Linked DNA regions of Zea mays: region 2 is linked to region 1. A link is a contact called in public Hi-C data. All regions are on one chromosome and are shown on one strand. The core of a region is the stretch at or near the end of the contact, and the rest is flanking DNA. Distances in the headings are between cores, read along the strand shown. Region 1 holds the start of LOC100281271 (inhibitor of apoptosis-like protein). Region 2 has its middle 41 kb from the start of LOC100281271.

Region 1 (3,604 bases), core at 572-3,071:
GTAAATTAGGTCAACCTATTTTTTTACAGTATTTAAATTCTATCGAATATCCTATTTTATTCTTTTTTGTGTCTAAAAATATTTTCTATTGGATCACAAAAGTTTCACACTATAGGTCCAACTTTATTATAATATGAAAATTCAAGTAACGTAAAGGCAATCATTCAATTGCTCAAATATAAATACTCAAAGTAAGAAAGGTTAAAATAAGGAGATAACTTTTCTGAGGTATCAAACCGTTGACACTCCCTACTCCCTACTGGTCTTTATCATAGTACTCATACAAGAGTATCGCTTCTCATTGAACCACACAAGGTTAAGTTCTATCTACGTATCAATTCTTCGTCACTCTAGTATAGTGAATCACTTGCAACTATTTGCACCTTGAGTTGCGCAACACATAATATTCATTGGGTGACCACCAAACTTTTATCACCATCAAACCATATAGGTGATGTCGATCATCAACAATAACAAGCACAAAATCTCACTTTACTAGACCAAGGCTAATGAGAATGGTGGGTGCACACTTGTATCGCTACTCGCAATACACTAATGAGACCACTAATTTCACGATTATCAAATCAATTATCTCACTAGGCAAAGGCTCTCGCTTTCACTCTAATAGGTTTTGTTCAGCTGAACAAATGGTTAAAAGACCTCAAATGGACAAGATGTAGAGATATATGTAGCTCAAAGATAGAGAACTAGCCAGACATGTCTAATGCACACATACCTCCACTATTGTACATGTTCGATGCAAGCTTCAATGGCTAGTTCAAAAACTACCTATTATTATATCAGTATCTCTTGGTATAAATGAACCCTCACAAGACACGTCTAGTGAGTACACCGCTTGATGTGCACATTACAACACATATATGAGTGTCTTGTATAGTGTCGCATCTGGTGCCTCATTAGATACATCTGATGAGTGCTCAGTGTCTCACGCGCATCTACAACCCTCTTAGGATGTCCTATCTAGTGTCATATTTGGTGCTTCATTGGATACGTCTAGTCAGTGCAAATCCTCTCGCATTCTTTTTAAGCGCTATCCAGATGCCATGTTAGATGCACCATATTAGGTGCACGCTAGACATTCTGATGCTGACCATTAGCATTTAAATATAGAAAATAAACTCTAACATCTTATTTAAATGATTATTCGAATATAGTTAAAGATAGGAAACGTGAAGACTCTCTAGAGTATAAATAAAATATAGAAAAAGTTGTTGAAGATTGAAAAATATAGAAAGTATATTTTTTATGTAAATAAATTTTTAAACAATAATTTATAGAGTAAAATTTAGAAATACAACCATAATCGAGCAAATAAAGAAAAAAAGGCACAGCATCAAGCAGGCAGCATGCTACCAGAGGCCAGAGGTAGGTAGGCCACCCTTTGTGTGCTGGTCCACGAGGACCACCACCACTCTACTCCACGTCTCGCATCACGGTCACGCCAATCAATCGCCAGACAACAAAATGAAAGGAAAAGAAAAACCATGACAGATTGACGGGAAAAGAAAAAGAAGCGTGGTGGCGCAGACAAGGCGAGGCGGGATAAAAAAAAAGGTATTGGTTCCGGCGTAAACGATCGCCATTATTAAAGGCGGGGAAAAAGAGAGGTCGCAGCAGCATCCAATCCGTTCGCCTGCCGCCTGCCTGGGCCTTTGCCCTGCCTCCCTCTCCTCGTCAAGATAAACAAAAAACCGGCAGCTTTTGTCTCCTTGCAGGCGCCCCACACACCCAACGTGTCTTCCCCGCCCCGCCCGACCCCCCGTATATATAACTTCCCTCCCACCCCTTGCCCTTGCACTACCCAGTACCCAGTAGTCAGTAACCACATCTCCTCCCCCTCTCCCGCAAAGACAAGGCCGGTGTCCATGGCCGTCCAGGCGCAGCACCTACTCAACCCCGCCTTCCTGCCCCACGACATGGGGCACGCCTTCAGGGCACTGGAGGGCGCCACGGTCGGCGGCGGCGGCTCCGCGTTCCTCGACGAGCTCGGCTTCGGCGGGTGCGCGCCGGCGCCGGCGCCGGCGCCCTTCGAGGTCGCCGCGTTTGGCGACACCCAGCCGCGCAGCGAGCTCACCTGCAACGGCGGCGGCGGCGACAACAGCAACGTGTTTCTCCCGAGGAAGCGTGCACGCGTCGCGCCCGGGTTCCTGGATGATGCCCACCAGCAGGGGTTGGTTCTGCCGGTGCCGCAGGGCCAGGTGTTCGCCGGCGACGTGCAGAGCAGGGAGGCAGGGTGCGGCGCGGCGTCCACCAGTGGTCGGGCGGCGGCCACCACCAACGGCGTCCTGTCGCTGCTCTACCGCCAGGGCATGGAGATCGACGCGCTGGTGCGGCTCGAGGTGCGTGGTAGTCAGTCGTTGCCGTCTTGACAGATCCGGCGAGCTCCCCCACACGTTGTCTGACTCTTGCTCGCGTGGTCTTGCCGCAGACCGAGAGGATGCGTGCGGGGCTGCAGGAGGCTCGGCGGAGGCACGCGCGCGCGGTGGCGGCGGCCGTGCAGCGCGCCGCGGCGGGGCGGCTGCGGCTGGCGGAGGCCGAGCTGGGGCGCGCCCGCCGCCGCAACGCCGAGCTGGAGGAGAGGCTCCGGCAGCTGGCCGCCGAGGGGCAGGCGTGGCTGGGCGTCGCCCGGAGCCACGAGGCCGTCGCCGCGGGGCTCCGCGCCACGCTGGACCAGCTGCTGCAGCAGCAGCAGCCCGGCGCCGGCGTTGGCGGCGGCGAGGCGGAGGACGCGCGGTCCTGCTGCTTCGAGACCTCCCCGCCGGGCCCCGTCGCCGACGACTGCGACGCCGCGTCCCGGGGCTCCTCGCCGCCGTCGTGCAAGTCCTGCGGAGGCGGCGACGCGTCCGTGCTGCTGCTCCCGTGCCGCCACCTCTGCCTGTGCCGCGCGTGCGAGGCCGCCGCCGAGGCGTGCCCCGTCTGCGGCGCTAGCAAGAACGCCTCGCTCCAGGTCCTGCTGTGACGAGGCGGGAGGGGCCCTGCCGGCGTGTTGGTCCCGCGCGGTGGCGGCACTCGTTGTCCAATGAGATCCGCTGGCTCCCGGGGTCAGGCGGCGAGCTTTGTTGAGTAGTAAATGTAGAGATGCTCCAAGTTGCAGCATAGTAGGCTAATTTTAGACGCAGTTAGCTGTACTACTGGTAATTGGCACTAACTTCTGTTCTCCCCTGGAATATCTTTCTGGTACCTTGTTTCTCAGATGTGCTAGTAGTATTTTTTTTTGGGGTAGTGTTGGCTTGTTGTATTAATGAGGAGATCGGCCAAAGCTTAGATACGAAAAGCTATGGTATTCTACTATACTTGGAGCTTCCCTCGACATGTATTATTGTTTCAGCGTGACGCCAAATCTGCTTGTAGTTGTACTGAAGCATCATGTTACCAACGTGGAGTGGCGATCTGGCACTGTTCACATCGTCCACGGCCAGGATGGAGGCCAGCAGTAGAGGGGATCGCATCTGCCGAATGGGCAGCGTGGTCCCACCAGCGCTGCGTGCGGGCGCTGGTCTCTCCTCTCGCCCACACCGCATAAATGACGCGAGGGTACTCCCGGGACAGATCTTTGTCTGTACAAAATTGACTTGTCCGGTGC
Region 2 (3,604 bases), core at 671-3,170, 41 kb before region 1:
ACAATGGACTGGGGGGGAGAGGAGAGGAGGTTACCGATCGATGTCGGTTTTGCATAATCATCCACTACTATAGAGTAACTAGGGATCCGCACCCGCGCCCTCTATTACCTGAGGCACGACGCTGCGTGGATCATGTGGGCCGCAGCCAGCTCGGGCATTTGGATCGCACGATCTTTAGTCTTTACCGAGCAAAAACAAAATTATTACAGCCGCGACTGCGATGTGCAGTACCCAACAGCACCACGGGCCACAGCCGTTCACGCCCAGTCGTCGCCCACGCCGAGGCCACCACCGTGTAGCATAGCAATCAGTGACGATCTGATAATTGGGGCCATGCTGTCACGTGGGCCACTTCTCTCCGATTCTCTACCACTCTTTTCTTTCCGCATGGTCTAAGTGGGCCCCATCGCCTGGCGATTCTTTTTTTCCTTCTTTACTTTATAATAATTCTCCCTCGTCGCGTGGTCGCGAGGATAGAGTGATAGACAGACGGAAGGAGGAAGACGGCGACGGGAGATGCAGATGCGTCACGCGTGTGCCGTGCCGTGCGGTGGCTTTCGGGGAATTTGTGCCGCGCCAAAGGGGAGCCCTGAGGCCTGCCGCGGACCCACCGGGGCTCACCAAAAGCTGGCTGGATATTGCTTGGCAAAAAGGAAACCAAAAGAAAATGGGAAAGGGTTGGCCGTAAATGATTGGCACACGCAGCATATGCACACAGCTTCTTCAAAAGACCGGTTCGGACTGAGCTCATTCGACCGTACTAGTACTACATAACTTATCTGTGCCCTTTTCGCAAAACGTTCTATAAACCACTGACGTAGTGATGGTTATAAAAATCCAAAGCGTATCATTATCCATAACAACAATATAAGTAGGCGTTACAATATAAGTTTTGGTTCTAAAAGGCACCAAACAGGCCTGTGCACTCATTTGATGACAGATAGCATCCAAGATTTTTTTCTAACACTAGCGGAGGTTAGTTCAAACCAAAAAAAAAAAAACAGAGGTGGCCCCATTTTCTATGGTAATAGGTATCGACATTTATTAGTTTGAGTTCAGCACTATTTTTCCATCCTAAATCTGTATCCAAGATCCCCTGCTGATATCGAGCGAAGATTTTAGATTTAAATGATTGCTTCTGCCTTCGTAGCAATAAGCACAAAAATTTGAATCTCAAGATCTAGATAACGTGGTGTCGTACCTACACTAATGTAATCGCATGGAAAACAACTCGAAGAAAACGAGGTATACCAAACAAGCTATGAGAAGCTTGAACTAGACGAGCTACCCGATACACTAAAGTAGGTGACTATCAATCGCTACCGGTCTTTAAAAAAACAGTTTTAGTACTAGTAGTGATGCCAAATTCGTAGTAACGAGTGATGGTATATATTAAATACCGAAGCGTAAAACATCGATGACCAAGCATTCGTAGTCACGAGTGTATTGGGTTTTTTTTTTCTAACTCCCGAAAATTCCTTTGCATCTGCAAACTAAAAACCAAGCACCACGCACTCCACTCAGGACAGACGAGAGCAAGTAGTAATCCACGCTTGAGGGAGACCTCTTGTTGCTACCCGCGCAAAAAAAAAAACTTTTCAATCGATCGCCTGCGCGCGCGGACGAGGTGGACCGGACGTGCAGTGCAGGCCAGGAGACACGGACAAAGGCGAGTACAGCGACGGCACGCGCACGCGGTGCGTTTCCTCATGGACCGTGTCCATCACGCCTTTGTTCGCCGGTCCCTTTCTGCGCCCCGCGCCAATTATCAGACCCATCCACCCAGGTCCAGCGTTCCAGGCAGGCAGAACAAGCGTGGCACCACCGCCGATCTCGACGACCACCTCACAGTAGAGGCGTGGAGAGCATCGAGTTCAGCTAAAGCTTTGACGTGACGCGGACTCCCTCCGCGCGCGCGCCTGTGCCGTGCCTGTCACCGCAACTGCTAACCGAACGCGCACGCATGTGATCCGCCATGTGCTATGCTTGCTTGCTTGGGCACGGCCGCACGGCTAGCTAGCTGCTCCGTCCAGTCCAACCAACGAGACCGGACGAGGAACAGCGCCTCCGTACCGCGCGCACCAAGCTGTTGGTTCGTGGGTCGCTGCACGGCGTTGGAAGCCACGCCCGGCATGTCGGAGCCGGCCGGTCCCCGTCGCACATGGCGCTGGAAAAAGGCTCGCTCCCTCGGTCTCTGTCTCTCCCCCTCACACGTCCGAGAGCATCCGATTCCGATCCCATTCCCCGTCGGACGACGTGGAACCGTACGTCGTGTGTGTGGCCTCCATCCCGCGCTCCTCCCTTGTCGGTTTCGTCCGTGTTCGTCGCATCGACGTGGAAGTGGAACCTTGGCAGCTCGATCAGCACCACTGCTATTATTATTACTCGGCGGCTGCAAGCGCACGTACGTCGTCGAACTGACTGTGACAAGTTAAAAAAATAATGAAGTGATAGTTTGAAAACTCCAATTTTTTTAAATAAATTTCTATTTTTTCAAGTGGAAATGAACTAATTTCCTTATAAAAATGAAAATTCTTTAGAAAAAATGGGGTTACCAAAGCGTTATAGTCTACCTGCAGGAGTACGTAGAGGTGGCCGTACTATCTGATAGCTATTTAACTCTCTAATAGCAAAATAACTCTCTAACAGATTAGCTATTTAACTCGCCAAGCTATATGACTCTTCAAATTGACTCTCTCACTAGCCAAATTTGGCTAGCCAACTGACTAGCCAAACTAGATAGATAGTTTGTTAGAGTGAGATGATACATATAGAGTGTAATCTTTATAAAAAAATTAAATATATAGTCAAATATAGAGTTAAAAATTAGTAGTCTCTTGGACATACTCTTAAATAAACACCCGCGCGCGCGGCACTGTATATATCTCAATCTGTATGGCCATAGAAAGCAGAGCCGTCACGTACGTACGTACGCCGGTAGGCTGGCAGTCCACGTCGCGACACTGCAGCTAGCTAGCGAGCGTGACGCGAGAGAAGCGGAGGGTGAGGCACGCCGCCGGGGCCGGGCAACTGGATCGGCCAGGATTCGTTCCGCGCGTCTTCGTCGGCCGGTAGACGACGCCGACGGGGTGGATCGTCACTCACGCGTCCGGTCCGGCGCCACCCTCTTTGCACGGCTGGCCGCGACGTATACATAGTAGTAGATGAGGATGGGCGAATAGGCCGCCGGTGCCCGAAGTCGACTGATGTCACTGCTCGTCGTTCGGTCGTCGTTGCCGGTACGTAGCTAGCGTGCAGGTCTCGTCTCGCTCTTTTTTTTTCTTTTTATTTTTTATGGTTGACAACTGCAACTTACCACCAACAGATCGAGTTATTATTAATAATAGTGGACAAGGTATTTTGGTGGTAACTATGGTATGCTATGGCCGCCGAATCGTTGTCTATGGTTTTTGCGCAGAATTCTCACTTATTTTATCCTCTATTTGTTCTTCTCAACTGATACAGTGCCAACAATAAGCGTTGAGCCGTGTACGGCCGCGGCGCAGCACCCACGAGGCCGCCGTACCTGGCTGTGTTCACTGTTCAGGCTCCGCTCAAGTTGCCCTGCCCAACGCAACGTGCCACGGCTTTCACTGTTTGTCAC

What was found. Hi-C and Micro-C count contacts between places; a contact is called where the count stands out from the background.
Region 2: a Hi-C map of endosperm shows a contact between it and region 1, with 3 times the contacts expected there. The contact joins the enhancer-like site here to the promoter of LOC100281271 in region 1. A contact is called at or near these places in 11 of 25 Hi-C or Micro-C datasets (bundle sheath, ear, endosperm and 3 more) and 1 of 3 datasets of contacts at active chromatin or transcription factors (seedling).

What each region holds. Positions count from the first base shown.
Region 1 is chr2:62,909,331-62,912,934 of Zm-B73-REFERENCE-NAM-5.0, reverse strand. It overlaps LOC100281271 (inhibitor of apoptosis-like protein), which reads left to right and starts at 1,821. Exons shown (of 2, transcript NM_001154992.2): 1 at 1,821-2,360; 2 at 2,450-3,311. The coding sequence starts at 1,887. The coding sequence ends at 2,980.
Region 2 is chr2:62,950,752-62,954,355 of Zm-B73-REFERENCE-NAM-5.0, reverse strand. No RefSeq gene overlaps it. Among protein-coding and RNA genes, the nearest start is that of LOC100281271, 41 kb to the right of the region's middle. Within about 2 kb of position 1,920, at least 19 of the 20 cell types and tissues checked have an H3K27ac peak or open chromatin away from gene starts, as enhancers often do. A contact at or near this core is called in bundle sheath, ear, endosperm and 4 more, where this site is marked.